Regions from separate parts of the Hordeum vulgare genome. Here region 1 is linked to region 2. The links are chromatin contacts, called in public Hi-C maps. All regions are on one chromosome and are shown on one strand. Each heading gives the region's core, a stretch centred on a gene start, on an enhancer-like site or on the middle of the called end of the contact. The rest is flanking DNA. Distances are from core to core; before and after follow the strand shown.

Region 1 (4,223 bases), core at 32-2,531, 310 kb before region 2:
ATGATTATAAAGGCGTGTGGATCATGTTGCCTTCTGCCACACTTATGTACGTTATCATTTAGGTGTTCTATTAATAATAAGTGAATGAGCCAATCTTATTACTGTAGACGTTTCAACAAAACATCGTACTAATTTGCTTCGTGCGAGTTATTCTTGTTGCGCCATTCATCGCTCTACACGATGGAAAACAACTTAACCTGTAGACCAGTTTTTTTTTGCTTTTTTATGATTTTTTTCCTGTTTTATTGCTTGTTTAAAACAGTTCAGAGTTTTAGACAAATTTTACAAACTTAAAATAGCTGTAATTAAAAAATGTTCACGACTTGAAAACCGGATATCCTTAGAGTTTGGATGATTTTTTTTGAATTTTTGTAGAACTATGTTTTAGCAGTTATGGACATTTTTTATATTTGATGAACAAATTTTAAATTCTATGATCATTTTTCTTAAATTTCATGAACAAAATGTGAAGTCAAGAACTTTTTTAATTAAATGAACATTTTCTAATACGATGAACATTTTTAAAATATATGATTTTTGAATTCAATGCTCATTTTGTGAATTCGACGATTATTTTTAATTTGATATTTTTTAAATTACTAAACACATTTGATTTATTTTTTATTTTTGAATCAATAGAAAAAAATGATTTTTTTAATTTTAGAATCTTTTCGGATAAATATGTTTTTGGAAATGGATGCACATTTTCTAAAAAGACAACTTTCAAAACCGGATATTTAGGCCCCTCACATGCGAAAAACTAGGGTCGTTTTGCGTTTGATTTCAGCTGGTTTGATCACTTGCGGGCGAGCAAATCAAGCAATAAGGTGCCTAGAGCAGCGACTCTAGACTCACCGATGAGCAGCAGCGTGAGCACATCGGAAGGGACCGTCGGGGTGTGGGTCATTTGGTGGGAGCGAGGAAGCGACGGAGTCGATGGTTAGTCGTCGATAGGTGCATGAGTGCGAGTGCAGTGCGGGGTGAAGGCCGAGTATATTTAGCCGTCCGCAGGGCCATCGAAAAGTGGCAGCAAATTTTACTCGACCGGGTGAAGGTCGAGTATATTTAGCCGTCCGCGGGGCCGAGGAATATTTTTTTACTCTACTATACACATTAGGAGTTCAAGTAGGTATCCGTTAGAGGAGTAAACTGATTTTTTACGCCCTAACCGGATTTAGGGGATCACATACCCTTAGTTTGTGTGCATTGCTTGACCGTGCTTGCTTGTGTGTGGAGGTTGGCTGGCGCAAAAGCATGGAGGGCCATCAGCTCTTGGGCCACTGGTGTGGAGGCCCTATGGGTGTAGAGTCATGAATTGTGGGGCATGGGCCATAGAAGGCGACACCCTGAACATTATAACTTTATCCTAATTTTTTCGAGAAAACTGAAGCCTCATCGGCTTATTATATAAAAAGCTCATTATATAAAAGAAAAACTGGTGATTTATCCTACCTTTAATCTCCCTGACCCATTGAAAGATACAACATCTCCATCCATGAGGGTAGCTCCAAGGTTTTTATACTAGTGGATAATTCACGTAGACATCTCAAGACTACAAACATGCAAAAACTTCAATGCCGCTTTGGTTTCGGCCAACGACTTGTTTTAGAAAACCAAGAAACTTGCTCAGGTTCTCTTGGATAGTGGACCATCTATGACAAAGAAAGCACGGGCAACGCCTGCTAATGATTGGGTGAGGCACCACATATTCTTAATATTGGACTCCTTTATGTCTGGTTCGAGATGCAGGATCCGTGCTAGTGTTCAACTAACTATAAACCAACAAAGCATCTTCAAACTATGTGAATGCTGGACTTCTTGGCTTCAGTACCTTCTTCTTTTTTGTGCCTAATGTTTGCCTAACTCCAAACACGAGAGATTTGGGACCCTCATGTCAAATTGAAATGCTCTTGTCAATTTATTATGTTAAGCATTATTTGGTCCTACAATATGCATCGCAACTAATGTATCATCTTACAAGTTTGATCAAATAATATGTGCAACAAATGAATTGACCAGTGCAAATGTCATATGAGACAAAGAATATACCGAGTCTGGTTGGACCATATTGTCGAACAATATGTGTGCATGTGTAATGCCCAATATGCGGTCCTATCCCCACGAAACTTGAAAGTATCGCTAAGGATAGAAGTGCATATCGGAGACACTTTAGCAAGATGGATATCATCAGAAATACATGTACTGAAGAAAATAAAATGAAAGATATGGGCTTACACTCACCACAAGTTACGACATGAATATCTCAATACATCAATACATAGTAATCATCATATATAAGAGCAGGATCCGACTACGGATGAAAACAAATGAAAGAAGATGACGCCGACCTTGCTAATCCCACGCTGTCAACCTCGAAGCCATCCTATGATCTTCGAAGAATAAAAAGAATAAGAACTCCAAATCGAACAAGCATCACTTTACCTATACCTGGACCTTGTGTTGTAGTAATCTGTGAACCTTTAAGGGACTCAACAATCTAGTTTCAAAGTGTACCAATACTAAAAAAGCTTAATGGATAAGGAATGGTTAAGTGGTGAGGCTACAAGAAGCACTAAGCATTTGCATCTGACTAACATACGAGTACAAGAAGAAGAAGACTATTTTACGCATAAACGATCATGAACTGGTAACGATCTAGAAGTGATCGTGAACACCTGCTTACTATTCAGTCATAACCCCACCGTGTTCACTTCTTGGTTCAAACATCACAAAAGAGACGATCACAGTTCTGCACACCGTTGGTGTATTTTAATTGAGTCTAATTCTAAGTTCTCGACAACCGTATTTTATAACTTTCCAAATCCCCCCATATTCGTGGGCACGACTTTCCAAAAAAATTAACCCTATTGGGATGCTCCAAGTAGTCCATCACAAATTACCACACACATCCGATGGAAAACCTCACACCATGAGTTCATGATGCTATAAGGTATCCTAGTCGACAAGCCTCTCATCAAAGATAAAACCAAACCAGCAAGACCTCCTGACGTGTCAATCTACTGATAGGAGCCGTGTATCTCGTTATTAGGACAAGGTGGATAAGCAACATGTACGTGTAAAACTAGACCTCGAGTTTCTCCATGGTGGCCCTGCACAATGTAGTTTCCTAATGCTGGTGGCCCTAGCTAGTGGTGAGACGAGGCACATACTAATCTCGATCGCTCTAGTTTCGGACCAACACTATTGTATGAATGCAGTATGTCTACCAGAGGAGGGGGTGAATGTGAGTTTAAAATTTTCTTTATAAAACTTAAACTCACAGAACCCTACAATGGAATGAAAGGAAACTAAGCTACAACTAGAAGCAACTAGAGTATGAAAAGACATAACAACTCAAGCATCGAAGGAAATAACATGATTGATATGCTTCGTAGAACACCGAAGGTAATGATCAAAGTTGTCAAAATCGTGACTCAAGTCTTAGAATCTTACGACTTTACGATCCAAACTAGCCCCTCCGATTCTACGATTTTGCTCATAGAATCTAAGATTCTAGGATCCTCGTAGTTATGATTCTACGATTCACGATCCTACCAACGGAGCTCCGATCCGATTCAGAATCGCGATTCTGACAGCCTTGGTAATGATAGATGCGATAAGAATCACCGTGAATGCTCGATGGCAACAAGGTGTTTGATAGACCAGTTCGCCCTTCTACAAAATGACTATGTCTCGTTGGAGGGGCTGTGACTTAACACCAAAGATAAATTCTCTTCACCCTATTCTCCTCGACAATTGGTTCATCATCCATTCCCGATTCCTCATGGTAGATACTTGAGGTGATCTTCGAACCTTTACATACTTCTTCGAGAACCACAATTACTCTTGGTTTCTTAAGACTTTGACACCTAGCTGTCTAGAGAGTTGGCATCTCTCAAGAGTAATAGGTGGAGCGTACTAGACTCAGATTTGAGTGATGCTAAACCATTGTCTAATTTTCTGGTTCTGGGATTTTCTCTCGGTTGATTTTAAATTCAAATCACTCAGGAGAGAGGGTATCTCACAAATACCTCGGAATCAAATGGAGCAACCAACTGATAAATCCGGTGTGGGGTGGCTATTTATAGCCTAAGCCTTCCATGAATGAAAATGACCATTTTGGACATGCGGTCCAGCCAATTGCCAACCGACACGTTCTCAACGATCGGATTTTAAGACAATGATAACATTAGTTGAGGAACAAGTAATGTTAACTACTCAGT
Region 2 (3,907 bases), core at 401-2,900:
ACTCCACGGGATTCCGCTCAATGGGAAAAACCAGGTGGAGGCAAAGGAGACCGATGCACGTGATGGAAGGGGAGGCTGAGACGAGATCGATGCAGGGAAGACAGGGGAGAGGCTGGGATGAGGCACTGAAGGCTAGCGAGGGGTGCAGCCGACCGGGTCGAGCTGCTTGAGTCGCAGGATGGGAAGTTAGAACCCTAGGCGCCCTTGACTCTTTGTCGTCCTGATGGAGCGTGAACGAAGGGAGAGAAAACGTTCTTTTTTACATGGAGCCGAAGAAGAATTTACGTATGTGCACAGTTTTTAAAAAAACTAAGTCGACGAGTTCCTGGTTTCTTGGGTTTTCTCACAATAGGACTGCTTTAATCCCTCATCGAAGGCATATGCGATCACACCTCTCGCACATGCCCCTCGACGGTCATGGATTCTCTAAATCATTAACTTGAGTATGTTTCATGTGGATGCACAGTTCCCAATACTTCTGCATTTCTTTCTCTAAAATTGGCTCCGTTAAATATTAGGATAATTCGAGATAAATCATGAAACACTACACCGATTATTTATTTTAAAAAAGTAGGAGAAACTTTTCGCTAACACACATACGTGAGCCATCATCACGACTCGCAAGAAACGTTGATGGCCAATGTATTTTCGGAGTATTCACTGCGAGATAATTGCATCTACGGTCCTTTTAGTTGCTGGCTAGATCCAACATGGTCCTCATACTCGAAAAATGCTTCAATACAGTCCTTATACACGAAAATACGGTGTGTATACGTAAGGCATATTCATGCCAAAAAAGCATATCGAGCCACGTCAGCATCGGTCCCACATGTCAGGCGGACTGAGTCAAACGTCTGATAACTTTGCCCTTGTCCATAGGTGCGAGTCCCACCTGTCGACGACTGTCCGGACGGCCCCATCCAGGCCGTCCATCTCGCGATTGCACGGCCCACGTGCATGCATGCATTCGCCTGATCCCTAACCGCCCGCAACGATATCCTCTGTATCTTGCTCGCCAAGGGAATATAAATTCACCTCCTTTTTAATCAAGCCATCCCAAGCGGGGACACGGCCGCGATTGCATTCTGTAAATGGCGCGCAGTTTATTTCTATTGTCAATCAACGCACAGACCAGCTGCGCGAGATAACCGCATGGCATTTTGGGGCTCGCGCACAGCTAGCTATCTCCTCTTTTAAAACCTGGAAAGGACAGACGGCCGCGATCTCCTGCGCCGATCCAACCTAGCTACTCCTACGTATAAGAAATGAATTCCAACACGAGATCTAAATACATGGAGAGTTTTGATTCCCACGGCTTTTACTACCACGACAAACGAGATATATTTGGCTTCAATTTGCTGCTGCTACGCCTGCGCTCGCGCGCCCCCGTCTCGCGCGCGTATAAATTGACGCACACACGACTGGCTGTATCATCAGTACTCGACCGACGGTACTAGCATCCCTGGAAAGCTCTTCTTCGGCCGATTCTGTTGCTGATCGTGGCGGCGTTGGTGACCATCATGGTATGCGCTCTACCATTGCTCACCAGCTCGGTCGAAAAGTAGTACTTCATGTAGATTTTCCTTCTCATCATCATCATCTATATGTTGTTTAGCCTAACGTAAGGATCTTGAAAATGGCAGAGGGTTGTGCTGCTGCTTCTTGTGGTATCGGCCGCAGTTCGATCTGCTGCCGCGGCGGCGACGGCGACAGCGGTGTGGAAAGGCGAAGGGACTCGGTACAGCGTCATGGCTTTCCATGCCGCTGGGGACGGCGAGACGGATGATACCAAGGTATAACAACAGGGTACACATTGCCGATCAGACCAGATGAGATCTTTCTGACTTACTCGTCTGCATACTCCGTCTAGGCGTTCGAGGAGACATGGAACTCAGCGTGCAGAGACAGCGGCGGGGCGAACGTGTACATCCCTGCAGGAAGGACCTTCTTGCTGCGCGACGCCACTTTCAGTGGACCCTGCAGGTCGCCCATCACCGTCCAGGTAACAAACACCTACCGTCTACCGACGATCTGACCGTCCTGGGTCATCCATCTTCTTGTCAAATCTCTAGTACATTACATATAATAGCCGACAATGTAACTGAGGTTGGAGCGTTTCTGCAGGTGGACGGGGACATCGTGGCGCCAAAAACTCTCTGGCAGCTAAAATCGTCAAACATACTGACCTTCCACGAGGTCGACAACCTGACGGTGGACGGGAGCGGCCAGATCGACGGCCGAGGCGCCCCCTGGTGGGATTGCCACAACCATAAGGTAACAACAACAGACACAAACATAGCCGTTGCTTCTTCAATCCATCTTCATATCTTGCCCACAATCTGATCAGCTGCCCCTCTCAACTCTGACAGAAATGCAGTGCCCGGCCAATGGTAAGCACACACGCAACACGTCTTCCAGTTGTCGATCCAAAAATACCCTTTTCAGTTTCAATCCGGAACTACTAGTCCGGTATAGAAAGACAAAGATCGATCTGTATGTATGTTGAAACTCATTCAGACCTGCACACACATGTAAACCAGCTGGTGGCATTCTCGTTCTGCAACGGTCTACGGGTGACCAACATACGCCTCAAGGACAGCGCCGAGAAGCACATCAGCATGTACAAGTGCAGCCACGCGCAGGTGAACAACGTCTCCATCACCGCCCCTGGCGACAGCCCCAACACTGACGGGATCACCATGGGGGGCTGCAGCCATGTGCACATCTCCTCCTGCTCCATCCAGTCCGGTACAGCCCCGCCCTCCTTGAGTAGCCCTTGATAAAACCCATTACTTCCATGTGTGTTGCAGTATGACCACACGTGTGTTTGCAACACTCTTGATATGTATGCTTGCAACACTGCTGCTGACATAGATACATTCGACAAGTGCAGGCGATGACTGTGTGTCGATTCTGACGGGCACGACCGATGTCAACGTTACCGACATCACGTGTGGGCCTGGTCATGGCATTAGGTAATACAAATGTACATCCTTTCTCATGCAGGCCTGTACTGACCAAGTGCATAAGGATTGATGAACTTCTCTAGTGAGTGGCATACATTAAGCTAAGCAGCTTTTTTCATCTTGTTATGTAGTGTGGGAAGCCTTGGAGCTGATGGTGAAGGCCCAGCGATGGTGGAGAGTGTTACTGTATCCAACTGCAACTTCTTTAATACGATGAACGGTGTCAGGATCAAATCGTGGCAGGTAACACTGAAGCTGTATCTACATGCCTTCTCTGTGTTGCGCATATGTGTCCCATGCATCAGATTAAAGATTTCAAGTTTCAACTGTTGGTTGCATACACCACTGCAAGCCATAGGCATATATAGCATTATTCCCCTAAAAATATTACATATATGATGTTATGAATGTAGGGAGGGGAAGGCAAAGCGAACGGATTCATTTTCAGGGACCTCAACATGACTGAAGTCCAATATCCTATCGACATTGACCAGTTCTATTGCCCCCATGGAAACTGTCCAGAACGGGTAAGGAAACTTGCTCAACTCGGTCACCGCCACATTGACCGCGCGCCCCATCTTCATCAGGGCTATGGTTGAGACTGAAATTATATTGGTTGCGTTTGCAGCAGGGTGGTGTGGCCATAACGGATGCAAGGTTCATCAACATCCAGGGGACGTCCTCCGAGCGAGAGGCCATCAAGATCATATGCAGCAAAAGCGTGCCGTGCCACGACATCCATCTCGATAACGTCGACATATCCTGGTGTAGGCACACTGCCGCACCGCAAGCCAAGGTTCTGAATGCCCATGGGAGCGTCACGGGCAGGGTGAAGCCACAAGTACGGTTCTCGGGCCGTTGATCTGCGGTGCTCTCCCTTGTGAACATAGTGCTTGGACATAGACAGAGGAGCAATTCAAAAATGCTTACCTTAGGTGAGC

What was found. Hi-C and Micro-C count contacts between places; a contact is called where the count stands out from the background.
Region 1: a contact with region 2 is called in a Hi-C map of leaf, with 4 times the contacts expected there. The contact joins the enhancer-like site here to the promoter of LOC123439563 in region 2. A contact is called at or near these places in 4 of 6 Hi-C or Micro-C datasets (leaf, seedling and an unstated tissue).

The regions. Positions count from the first base shown.
Region 1 is chr3H:79,968,094-79,972,316 of MorexV3_pseudomolecules_assembly, reverse strand. No RefSeq gene overlaps it. Among protein-coding and RNA genes, the nearest start is that of LOC123439565, 150 kb to the right of the region's middle. Within about 2 kb of position 1,281, at least 1 of the 3 cell types and tissues checked has open chromatin away from gene starts, as enhancers often do. A contact at or near this core is called in leaf, where this site is marked.
Region 2 is chr3H:79,661,028-79,664,934 of MorexV3_pseudomolecules_assembly, reverse strand. LOC123439563 (polygalacturonase ADPG2-like) reads left to right here and starts at 1,650. Exons shown (of 8, transcript XM_045116259.1): 1 at 1,650-1,793; 2 at 1,871-2,002; 3 at 2,125-2,274; 4 at 2,541-2,748; 5 at 2,894-2,975; 6 at 3,098-3,209; 7 at 3,380-3,493; 8 at 3,595-3,828. The coding sequence starts at 1,749. The coding sequence ends at 3,828.